Linked DNA regions of Sus scrofa: region 1 is linked to region 2. The links are chromatin contacts, called in public Hi-C maps. All regions are on one chromosome and are shown on one strand. The core of a region is the stretch at or near the end of the contact, and the rest is flanking DNA. Distances in the headings are between cores, read along the strand shown.

Region 1 (5,150 bases), core at 845-3,344, 620 kb after region 2:
CTTGTCAAGTTGCATTACTCAGCCTCATTAATGCCACCTCACAGGCTGCAGCACTACATCCTGCCTGGAGCTGCCTGATAGACTGCTCTTCCCTGCACAGACTCCTAAGGGGCCCTTTGAGAAATGTTTTATTGAGGGCTCTGGTGAAGGAAATAGAACCTTAATGAAAGACATGCACCAGAGCATAATTAACTGTTACTGCAGCCCGCTGTTCCCATCAGAACTTTCCTCCATTCCTCACCTATGAGGATGATGGCTAACCTTTTCTTAACTGATTTCTTAACTGAAAATGCAGGTAATAGGAGAAACTATTTGAGGACAATTAGAGGAGAGGTGATTTCAAAAGCTGTTTCATTAGGAATGTTTTCTATTTTATTGGTTGAAAGAGGAACCTGTCCTTGATCTCCTAGTTAGTGTAGAATAAGGAAAACAGACCCAGGAGAATAGAAAACAAAGTCAGAACAAAGGCCAAAGATTGTCAAGAAAACCATGAAGCTCAAGAAGTAAATATTTATTTGAATTGCGACAAACATTGTTAGTAGAAGATCAAGATGTCGTAGATTTAAGCTATTTGTCATTGCAAATACGCAACATAGGAGTTTGAGTGGAGGATCATTTAAGACATGACAGTGTATTCTGGAATTAAAGGTGACAGGAAAGCAGAGATTGAGGACAACTGTGCTCTTTTACAAGGCTCTCTCCTGTTCTTTTCTTATTTTCCTAATGTTGACTTCTTTGAAAGAATTAAAATAATTGGAAAGGTTATTTATTTACACCTGCTTTAAAATGCTACACAGGCATGCGTATGTGCATGAGCACACACACACACACACACTCCCCATTCAGCATTATTCCAGAATTATATGCATCTTCTTCTCTGGTCTAATTTCCTTTGAAGAACAGCAAAAGAAGTAAATGGCTTTTTTTTTTTTTTCACTTAAGCCATAAATCAGAGTCCTCTCAACTATGCTGGTATCTGAGGTTGTAGGGCTCCCTTTAGAATGACAGTGTCCAATTATAAGCAAACACTGGCTGTTATCCCCAAGGAAAAGAGAATTCAAAGGATCTGTGAGATAGCACATAGCAAAATAACCTGATGGTTTGATAACTTTTTGACATCTCAATGTTTATTTAGTGCTAATAGTGATAGGCTATATCCATGTCTAAGTGGAATTCATAATTTAAAAGGGCAAGTTTAAAACACCATGTGCTAAGCCTGGATAAAAGGAGTATGACTAGCCGGATGCTTTTAAAAAAATTATATGATTATCTGGAAAGCCCTGTTATCAAGATTTTTGTTGTTATTTATGGAAGAATATTACTTTTTATCCCACTTCTTAGGATCTCATATTTTTTTAATTCCTTAAAACTCTTCACTTAATATTTACATCTTCCTTATTAAAATTCCAAAATTCAAGCGCTCCCAAGTCTTAGAGTTTAAGTGTTTCATGGTAAATTCTTCCCTAACTTGAATCAAATAGCAGTGAAATTTCACCTGAGCTTACATGAAGCTATTCATGTTCTTTATCCACTTGATAGGAATATTGATACACTGAATTCCATTGTCTTTGATTATAGAACACTGACCCAGGTTTAGAAGGGGCATAATGTAATGTATAGTAAATGCCCTTCGTTACGTTTGTGAAATTGGAAAAGTGCTATATTCTGAAATATTTATCTCCAAGGAACTCAGTTAAGTGACAGTGAAACTATATTATATTCTACCACCTGATCCTGGTTTTTCTTATAATTAAGTTTACATGTTTAGGATTAGAAGTTTTGAGATAGAAACTTAATTCTTTTTTTTTTTTTCCTGTAAGAAAGATCACTTCTGCCTTTTCTATTCTTTCCAGATCCAGTTCCTATCTAAAGAAGCCTCAGACTAGCCTTTAAAAGTATTACATGAAAGAGATTTTTAAGGATGAAATGTAAAAATTCTGAAAGAGATATGTAGACCTGAATCTGCGATTCTTCATAAAGCCAAGAGCTGCCTGTTTCGTAAAAACAGGACTAGTCATGTTTCACCCACTGACTAAATAAACTACAAGGAAGAATGCAGCCTGTCAGAGGTTATGGGTAGAAATAGTCACATATCAGGAATTTAAACTCTAGCCTGGGTCATTCCTAAGTAGATGAAGTTCACATCACACTATCCATGGTATGGAATGCTAACCTCAGAAGTCAGAATGAATCATTTCCATTGGTTCTTTATTGCTGTATAGCAAATTACCACAAACCTAGAGGTTTAAAACAATGTCTGCTTTTAAACTCACAGTGCTCTAGGCCAAAGACCGAGCCGACTCAGCTGGTTGCTCTGCTTGGGGTCATGCAAGGACAAAATCAAGGTGTCAGCTGGGCTGAGCTGTTATCTGGACATCCCAGGAAAGAATTTGCTTCCCAGTTCATTCAGGTTGTTGGAAGAATAAGTTCTTTGTAGGTATAGATTGGAGGTACTTGCTCCTTTTCTGCCTTTAATTATATCTGAAAAATTTCTTTGCCAGTGTTTCTGCCAGTGTTCAATCAGAGAAACAGAAAAGGAGACCTGCCTCAAGGGATTTATTGCAAGAATTGGCATAGGTGAGTGTGAGGATTGGCTCGGAAAGTCTGAAATCTGTAGGACAGCTTGGCAGGGAGAGCAGGCTGGAATGGTAGTCCACATACAGGATTTCTTCTGAGAAGTCTCAGTTCTGCTCTTAAGACCTTTCAACTGATTAAATCAGGCGCACTCAGACTAGCTGGGCTAATCTTACTTACTTAAAGTCAGCTCATTATGACTTTAATCAAATCTACAAATACCTTCAGAGAAACTCCTAGATTACTCTTTGATTGACTAACTAGAGACTATAACTAAGCCAAATTGGCGTATAAGTTAACCATTACAGCCCTGTAATATAACATAATCATAAGGTAACATCGGGAGATATGGGTCATGGGGCCCATCTAGAGTTCTGGCTACTATACAACTGAAGCTCCTTAGACACAAAAGAAATAAACCACTCTACAGAGAACCTCCCATGTCAGAGCAAGAACTTTAGATTCTCCGAAGAATCCTAATAAAAATGAACTCATGTTAAATAATTGTATATCAGATGAGGAAACTATCACCTTAAGGAAGAATTGGTGACATAGCAAGGAGAGGACTAACACCAAGAAATGGAAGCAACATTACAATCTAAAATAAAATATGAATACTCAATTGGTAAATGATTAAAACTTTTTTTCAAAGAATAGAAATCACAATGAAAGTACTAAACTGCCATAGATGAGCAGGAAAGTTTAGGGTAGGAAGAAATTCAACAATAAGAAATAAAATAGGAGTTCCCGTCATGGCACAGTGGAAATGAATTAAACTAGGTTTCGTTGTGGGTTTATCCCTGGCCTTGCTCAGTGGGTTCAGGATCTGGCGTTGCCATGAGCTGTGGTGTAGATCACAGACACGGATCAGATCTCGAGTTGCTGTGGCTGTGGTGTAGGACAGAATCTGTATCTCTAATTGGACCCCTAGCTTGGGAACCTCCATATGTCATGGGTGTGGCCCTAAAAATAAAAAAAAAAAGAAAAGAAATAACCCCTCAATTTAGAAGCAATAACAAAGTAAATAAGTACATTTTAAAGATTATAAGATGACAAGTTCCACTGAGAAAATATACCAGGAGAAGATGACCTTGAAAAAAATCATAGAATAGTTCCTTTCATGGCCCAGTGGTTAATGAACCCAACTAGAATCCATGAGGTTGCAAGTTTGATCCCTGACCTCGCTCAGTGCTTTAAGGAGCCAGCATTGCCATAAGCTGTAGTGTAGGTCGCAGACACAGCTCCGATCTGGCATTGCTGTAGCTGTGGTGTAGGCTGGCAGCTCTAGCTCTGATCTGACCCCTAACCTGGTACTTCCATATGCCAAGGGTGTGGCCCTAAAAAGAAAGAAAGAAAGAAAAGAAAAAAAGAAAAAAATCATAGAAAATGTAACCCAAAGAGATAAAGTTATGGGTCACACCAAAAGCAATTCTGAATCATAGAGGACAGACTCAGTATTTAATACAGTTCCATAAGAGAAAATGAGAGAGGCAATATTCAGTACAAAAAAAGGACCACATTTTCTTGAGTTTAAGAAATGTAGAACATCAGTAATATAGAAATATTAAAAATATCTCAAAAAAATTCCTAAGATACTTAAAAAATAATAATTAGGCTAAAAGTAAACATTTTTCCAGAGAACAGTGAAATGAAATAATATCCTGTTGCTGAGGTAAAGTGATTATCAATTTAGAACTCTACTCATTGCTATGGACTCAAGAGAGAGACTGAATAACACTTTCAAAGACTGAGAGTTTATTACCTTCAGAATGTACTTTACTAACATGGAAACTAACCCCAAAACAAAGAGTAGGATTTGAGAAGAAATGAACAAGAATAAATTAAAGTCATTTGTACAGTTAAGAAGTCATTAACAGATATTACTATTATTATTACTTCCATTACTACTAATAATAACCAACTGGGAAGAAGCCATGGCTCATAACAAGTTGAAAGTAAGATATTGAAAATAATCAGAAAGATGGGAAGATGGAATAAATACTGTTTCAAATAAATTATATCAACAAAAATACATTTTGCAATGTTAAATGAAAAGAAATTGAAGTAATGTGAAGCCATGTTGAAAAAAGAAAGCAAGATGCAGAATATGCATGATGTTATCCCATATAGTTTTATTTTAAAAATACACAAAACTGCACAGAACACTGCTTGGGATTTATACAAACATGGTACAGTATTTTTAAATGGTGGATGGGAAGGAAGCATGCCAAGTTCAGGGTACTGGATTTGTCTGGGAAAGATGGGAAAGAAATGAAAACAGAAAAGGGTAAAAAAGAGTTTTTAGTTTATCAGCAGCTTTACTTCTTAAAAAATAAAAACTTCAGAGTTCCCATCATGGCTCAGTGGAAACAAATCTGACTAGTATCCATGAGGACCCTGGTTCGGTCCCTGGCCTCGCTCAGTGGGTTAAGGATCCAGCATTGCCATGAGCTGTGGTATAGGTCACAGATGCGGTTCAGATCTGGTGTTGTTGTGGTTGTGGTGTAGGCCAGTGGCTACAACTCCCTTTGGACTCCTAGCCTGGGAACTTCCATATGCTGCGAGTGCAGCCCTAA
Region 2 (5,268 bases), core at 1,183-3,682:
ATGACTCTTGTCCTGACTGACTATATTCTTTTAAAGAAGAAGTTTAAGAAATGTAATGTCTAAGTCATATTTGTGTGAGTGGTTGCTTTTCCGTGGAAATCGTTGCCTCTCCCAAACCCTTATCTCAGTAGGTGTCACTAGAGCTTTTCAACATTAGAATTTAGATTCAATCACGCTACATCTCTGTGCATGACTTTGGGTATATAAATGATAGATTTAATGTCTGTCTGTATCTATGACTTTTGTTAAGCTGCATAGGAACCATAAAAGAGCAGATCTCTGCTCACAGGGGTGGCTGAAAGGTTGCTATTGCTGCTGAAACTGTAAAGCAATTTTCTATTGTAAAACCTGTAGTAATTGAACTTAGGAAAGGTGGATTCCTGGGGGGATTGAGGAGGGGATGTGTGTGGGATGCTTTTGAATGAGTCACTCAGCAGGATTGGGGGCATTCCTCAGACTAGAGTGGGTTACTTGGAAAGGTGGACATGAGCTTTGAATTGAGAAAAGATAGGCCTTTCTGGACCCTGGGAGGGATCTGGCATGAGGCAGAGAAGCTCATGGGATGATAACATCTTCCAGAAAATTTGGAACCTAGGTCCTGATACTAACTGCAAAGAGTAGGTTAAGACTTGCCTCTCATTGGCTGATGTAATGATTAAAGGTCAGTGGAGGCATCGTGTTTTAAAAACTAAAGCAGAACCCAAAGCTCTTTCCTTTTCATCAGGGGCCTGCAGAGGGAGGAGAGAGGTAGAGGGTGGACGGAGTGTTAAAGAAGGAAAACACTGTTTATTGCGTACCTCCCTTCCCTAAGCTGCAGAAAAGCCCTCCCGTAGGGCTTGGAGGTACGAGTCTGAAGAAGGGATTACTGAGGAGAAGAAAGAAACAGGGGAGTCTGTGTTCCTTCTCAGATCACTTGGCAAGTGGATGCTGGTTATCTTAGGAGAGGGAGTTTATGCTCAGGAAAGAGTTCCCTTGTATTTGGGTTCCTTGATATTCTTTGGGTCCTCATTTATAAGCTATTCCACATAATTTTATGAGTTTCTATCCTCCGTAAGTCATTTATACCTCATAATCACTCTAGAATGAATATATTTATGGGTCACCCATTCCATATACAAAATTCCAAAATCTAGGAAGCTCTAACTTTTTTTATTATTATTATTTTTTAATGGTTGCATCTGTTGCATACGGAAGTTCCCCAGCCAGGATTTGGGATTGAATCCAAACTGTAGCTGTGATCTATGCTGCAGTTGCAGCGATGCCAGATCCACTGCACTGGGCTGAGGATCAACTCTATGTCTCTGCAGCAACCCCAGCAGCCTCAGTTGTATTCTTAACCCCCCGCACCACAGTGGGAACTGCCAGAAAGCTCTAAATTGGAAAGTTCTTCTGTAATTTTGGTGACAGCACCTAACTTTCCATAAAAATATTAATAAATTTTATTTTTCTCATCGAGTAGATTATTCATATTTCATTTTTCTGTAGGAATATCAATATGTTTGTTTAATAATTGCTGTCCTGGACATTATGGGTATTACATAAATTTGGTATATGTACTACATTCCATAATGAAAAAATTCTGAAGTCTAGTCCCAAGGATATCAGGTAAGAGGCTGGGAACATGTATTATCTCTAGATTAAAGGTCAAACTGAGGTTAAGTAGGGTAAGTGCTTGACTTAAGGTCACATAACCAGCAAGCAATGGATTTCAACTCAGGTACTTTGGAACAGTGGTTTCTTTTTCAAGAGAACTATAACCAGTTTCAGTGAATTCTTTGTTTTTGAGTCGGGGAATTATTTTGATGCACCACTTTCAAAAGAATAATGAAAGATATCTTTGAGAGCTGTAGCCATAGGCAAGCACTCACTACCAATCCATCATTCACTCTGTAAAGACAGAGAAGCCTTCTGTTTTTCTTTCAGTTTGCAGGAGCGTGTTCATTCCATATGTACCTTTCTCTTTAGCATTAGTTCCTGGATGACATACTGGCTTCCTGTCATTTCAAGCAGGATGTCTTCTTAGCAACACAAATAAAACATGATGAGGACAAAGCAAACACAATCCCTGGGCCATCTGTATATGAAGTATGAACCTGTAATCCTTGTCACTCTTTCCAGACCTCAGTTCTTGATCTCAGTCTGTTTCTATAGTCTTTTATTTTTCCGTTCATTACCCTTCACCAAAGAATGTTGTCTGATGCCATCTTCACTTTTTAAGTGCTTACTTTTAAAGGGCTGACTTTTCCTTTTCTCTTAGTCATGTGCCAATCTTGGTGGATTAAGTGATTTAGTTGATTTAGTGGTGCATAGTCAGAATTCCATGATTATGGGTCATATTTATTTTAGAAATGGAGACGTGTACAAGGCAGAACTCATCTGTCTTTGTTATCTTGGGCTGCCGTAACAAAATACCATAGACTGGGTGGATTTAAACCACAGACATTTCTCAGAGTTCTGGCTGCTGAGAAGGCCAGTATCAAGGTGCCAGCAGATTTGGTTCTTGGCACCACGTACTCATTGTGCTCTTGTGGTGGAGAGAGTGAGTGCTCAGTTCTCTCTCTTCCTTTTCTTGTAAGGATAGAAATCCTATCATGAGGGCCCCACCTTCATGACATCATCTAAACCTAATTACCTCTGAGGGCCCCACCTCCAAATACTATTACACCAGGACTTATGGCTTCAATATGAATTGGGGGAGGGGGCACAATTTAGTTCATAAAATCATCTATTTACTATAATCACATTCTTTTCATATTTAAAACTTCTGTGTAGATATATACATAGCACTGGATTGGTAGTCAAAAATATTCTGGCTCCTGCTTTGCTACTGGAGGGAAAACCACCTTAATCTTTGGATTTCTCTTTCATTATATATTAAAGAATAAGGTGGAACTAAATGATCTCCATAGAAACCCCAGTTTAAATAATTTTGTCAATAGTCTTAACACTATGTTACATGTATAACAGAGCAACACAGATGTAATAATATCTCTAAAGTGTACTATCGCTAAAGACTTTTTTGTTAACTTCACTTTTTCGTATTATTTAGTGATTTATCCATCTTTTCTGAGTTGCTACAAGTAAACATTTTCCTAGTTTCACAGATTTTTTTATTAATTAATTTATTACATTTATAGTTGTACAATGATCATCACAATTCAGTTTTATAGGATTTCCATCCCACAACCCCAGCGCATTCCCCCATCCCCCAACAGTCTTCTTTGGAAACCATACGTTTTTCAAAGTCTGTGAGTCAGTATTTGTTCTGCAAAGAAGTTCAGTCTGTCCTTTTTTCGTATTCCACATGTCAGTGAAAGCATTTATGTTGGTGTCTCATTGTCTGACTGGCTTCACTTAGCATGATAGTTTCTAGGTCCATCCATGTTGCTAAAAATGCTGGTATTTCGTTCCTTTTAATGGATGAGTAATATTCCATTGTGTATATGTACCACCTCTTCTTGATCCATTTCTCTGCTGATGGACATTTAGGTTGTTTCCATGTCTTGGCTATTGTAAATAGTGCTGCAATGAACATCAGAGTACATGTGTCTTTGCGAGTCGTGGTTTTCTCTGGATAGATGCCCAGGAGTGGGATTGCTGGATCAAATGGGAGTTCTATGCTTAGTTTTCTGAGGCGTCTCCACACTGTTTTCCACAGGAGTTGCACCAATTTACAATCCCACCAACAGTGTACTAGGGTTCCTTTTTCTCCACACCCTCTCCAGCAGCTATTGTTTGTAGGCTTTTGGATGATGGCCATTCTGGCTGGTGTAAGGTGGTACCTCAGAGTGGTTTTGATGTGTATTTCTCTAATAATGAGTGATGTTGAACATCTTTTCATGTGTTTCTTGGCCATCTGTATGTCTTCTTTGGAGAATTGTCTTTTTAGATCGTCTGCCCATTTTTTGATAGGCTTGTTTGTGTTTTTGGTGTTGAGCTGCAGAAGGTGTTTATAAATTTTGGAGATGAATCCCTTGTCCATCGATTCATTTTCAAAGATCTTCTCCCATTCTGTAGATTGTCTTTTCATTTTGTTTAGGGTTTCCTTTGCTGTGCAGAAACTTTTAAGTTTAATTAGGTCCCATGATGATAAATTTAATTAGGAGCTAAATGATCTCCCCATAAACCCCAGTTTAAATAATTTTGTCAAGAGTCTTAACACTATGTTACACGTATAACAGAGCAACACAGAAGTAATAATATCTCAAGTGTACTATCGCTAAAGACTTTTTTGTAACTTCACTTTTTCGTATTATTTAGTGATTTATCCATCTTTTCTGAGTTGCCAGAAGTAAACATTTCCCTGGTTTCACAGGTTTTGGAATAATATTTTTTAACTTATGCTCAATGGATATTTCCATTGTAGATGATAATTGCCATTTGATCTCTTTTTTAATTTCTTTTTAGTGCTCTCATTTTCTTACTGCTCCCTTTTTAGGTAGCTCTTACTTTGCTCTTTTCGGGGAGAAATGATAGTGATAGCACAGTGGTTATAAGAAGTTAGAAGCAAGTGAGATGGAAATCCTATTTTTCCAGAATATAATTTCTGTACAATTTATAGTTTCAAAATTAAACACTGACTTTTTTTAAAACAAAAAAAGTATAAAGTTCCCAGCGTATATGTTTTAAAAAATTCATGATGGGTGAAAAGCATACATGATATTTAAAAGTTTTTATTTATTTATTTATTTATTTATTTACTGTTAAAAGACTGTTCTAAAGTAGCCCTGATTATGTCATTTCAAAATGTATAAAAAATAAAACTGTCACCTATTCAGGTTGGGTGTGACTTTGTTCTTTGTCTTTTCTGTCATACTACCCTGCAGTCATTTGCTTTAACTTGACCCATTTCTTCAAAGATGTGATTGTGTGGGCTTCAGGGGGCTGTCAGCTCTCCTTTCTCCAGATGCTCTGGGCCAGCTCTGGGCCTCCAGACACCTCTGACAGAGGCAAGTCCCTGAGTCGATAACTTTGAAGAGGCTGCTGATCCCAGGACAGATGACAAGATGTGCTGAGCCTTGGGACAGACATGGCAGGATGTTACTATTAAAAGATAGCCCTGATGCTGAGGAAGGGGAGGAAAGCAGATGTGAGGGCAAGATTCAGGTGACAGCCCAAGCACTGCAAGATGCAGGATCTTATGGAGGACGAAGAAAGTAAGTTGGCATTTGGCAGCATGTACAGAGGCGAGATCCGAGTGTGGGCAGTGGAAATTGCAGCTTTCAAAGATTTCTGACCTTCTGCCTGCCAACTTGGAATTAGGTTTCT

What was found. Hi-C and Micro-C count contacts between places; a contact is called where the count stands out from the background.
Region 1: a Hi-C map of embryonic fibroblasts shows a contact between it and region 2, with 2.4 times the contacts expected there. The contact joins two enhancer-like sites. A contact is called at or near these places in 2 of 47 Hi-C or Micro-C datasets (embryonic fibroblasts and fetal skeletal muscle).

Annotation. Positions count from the first base shown.
Region 1 is chr13:153,042,402-153,047,551 of Sscrofa11.1, forward strand. No RefSeq gene overlaps it. Among named protein-coding and RNA genes, the nearest start is that of CBLB, 440 kb to the right of the region's middle. Within about 2 kb of position 2,095, at least 12 of the 83 cell types and tissues checked have an H3K27ac peak or open chromatin away from gene starts, as enhancers often do. A contact at or near this core is called in embryonic fibroblasts, where this site is marked.
Region 2 is chr13:152,417,684-152,422,951 of Sscrofa11.1, forward strand. No RefSeq gene overlaps it. Among named protein-coding and RNA genes, the nearest start is that of CCDC54, 260 kb to the left of the region's middle. Within about 2 kb of position 2,433, at least 5 of the 83 cell types and tissues checked have an H3K27ac peak or open chromatin away from gene starts, as enhancers often do. A contact at or near this core is called in embryonic fibroblasts, where this site is marked.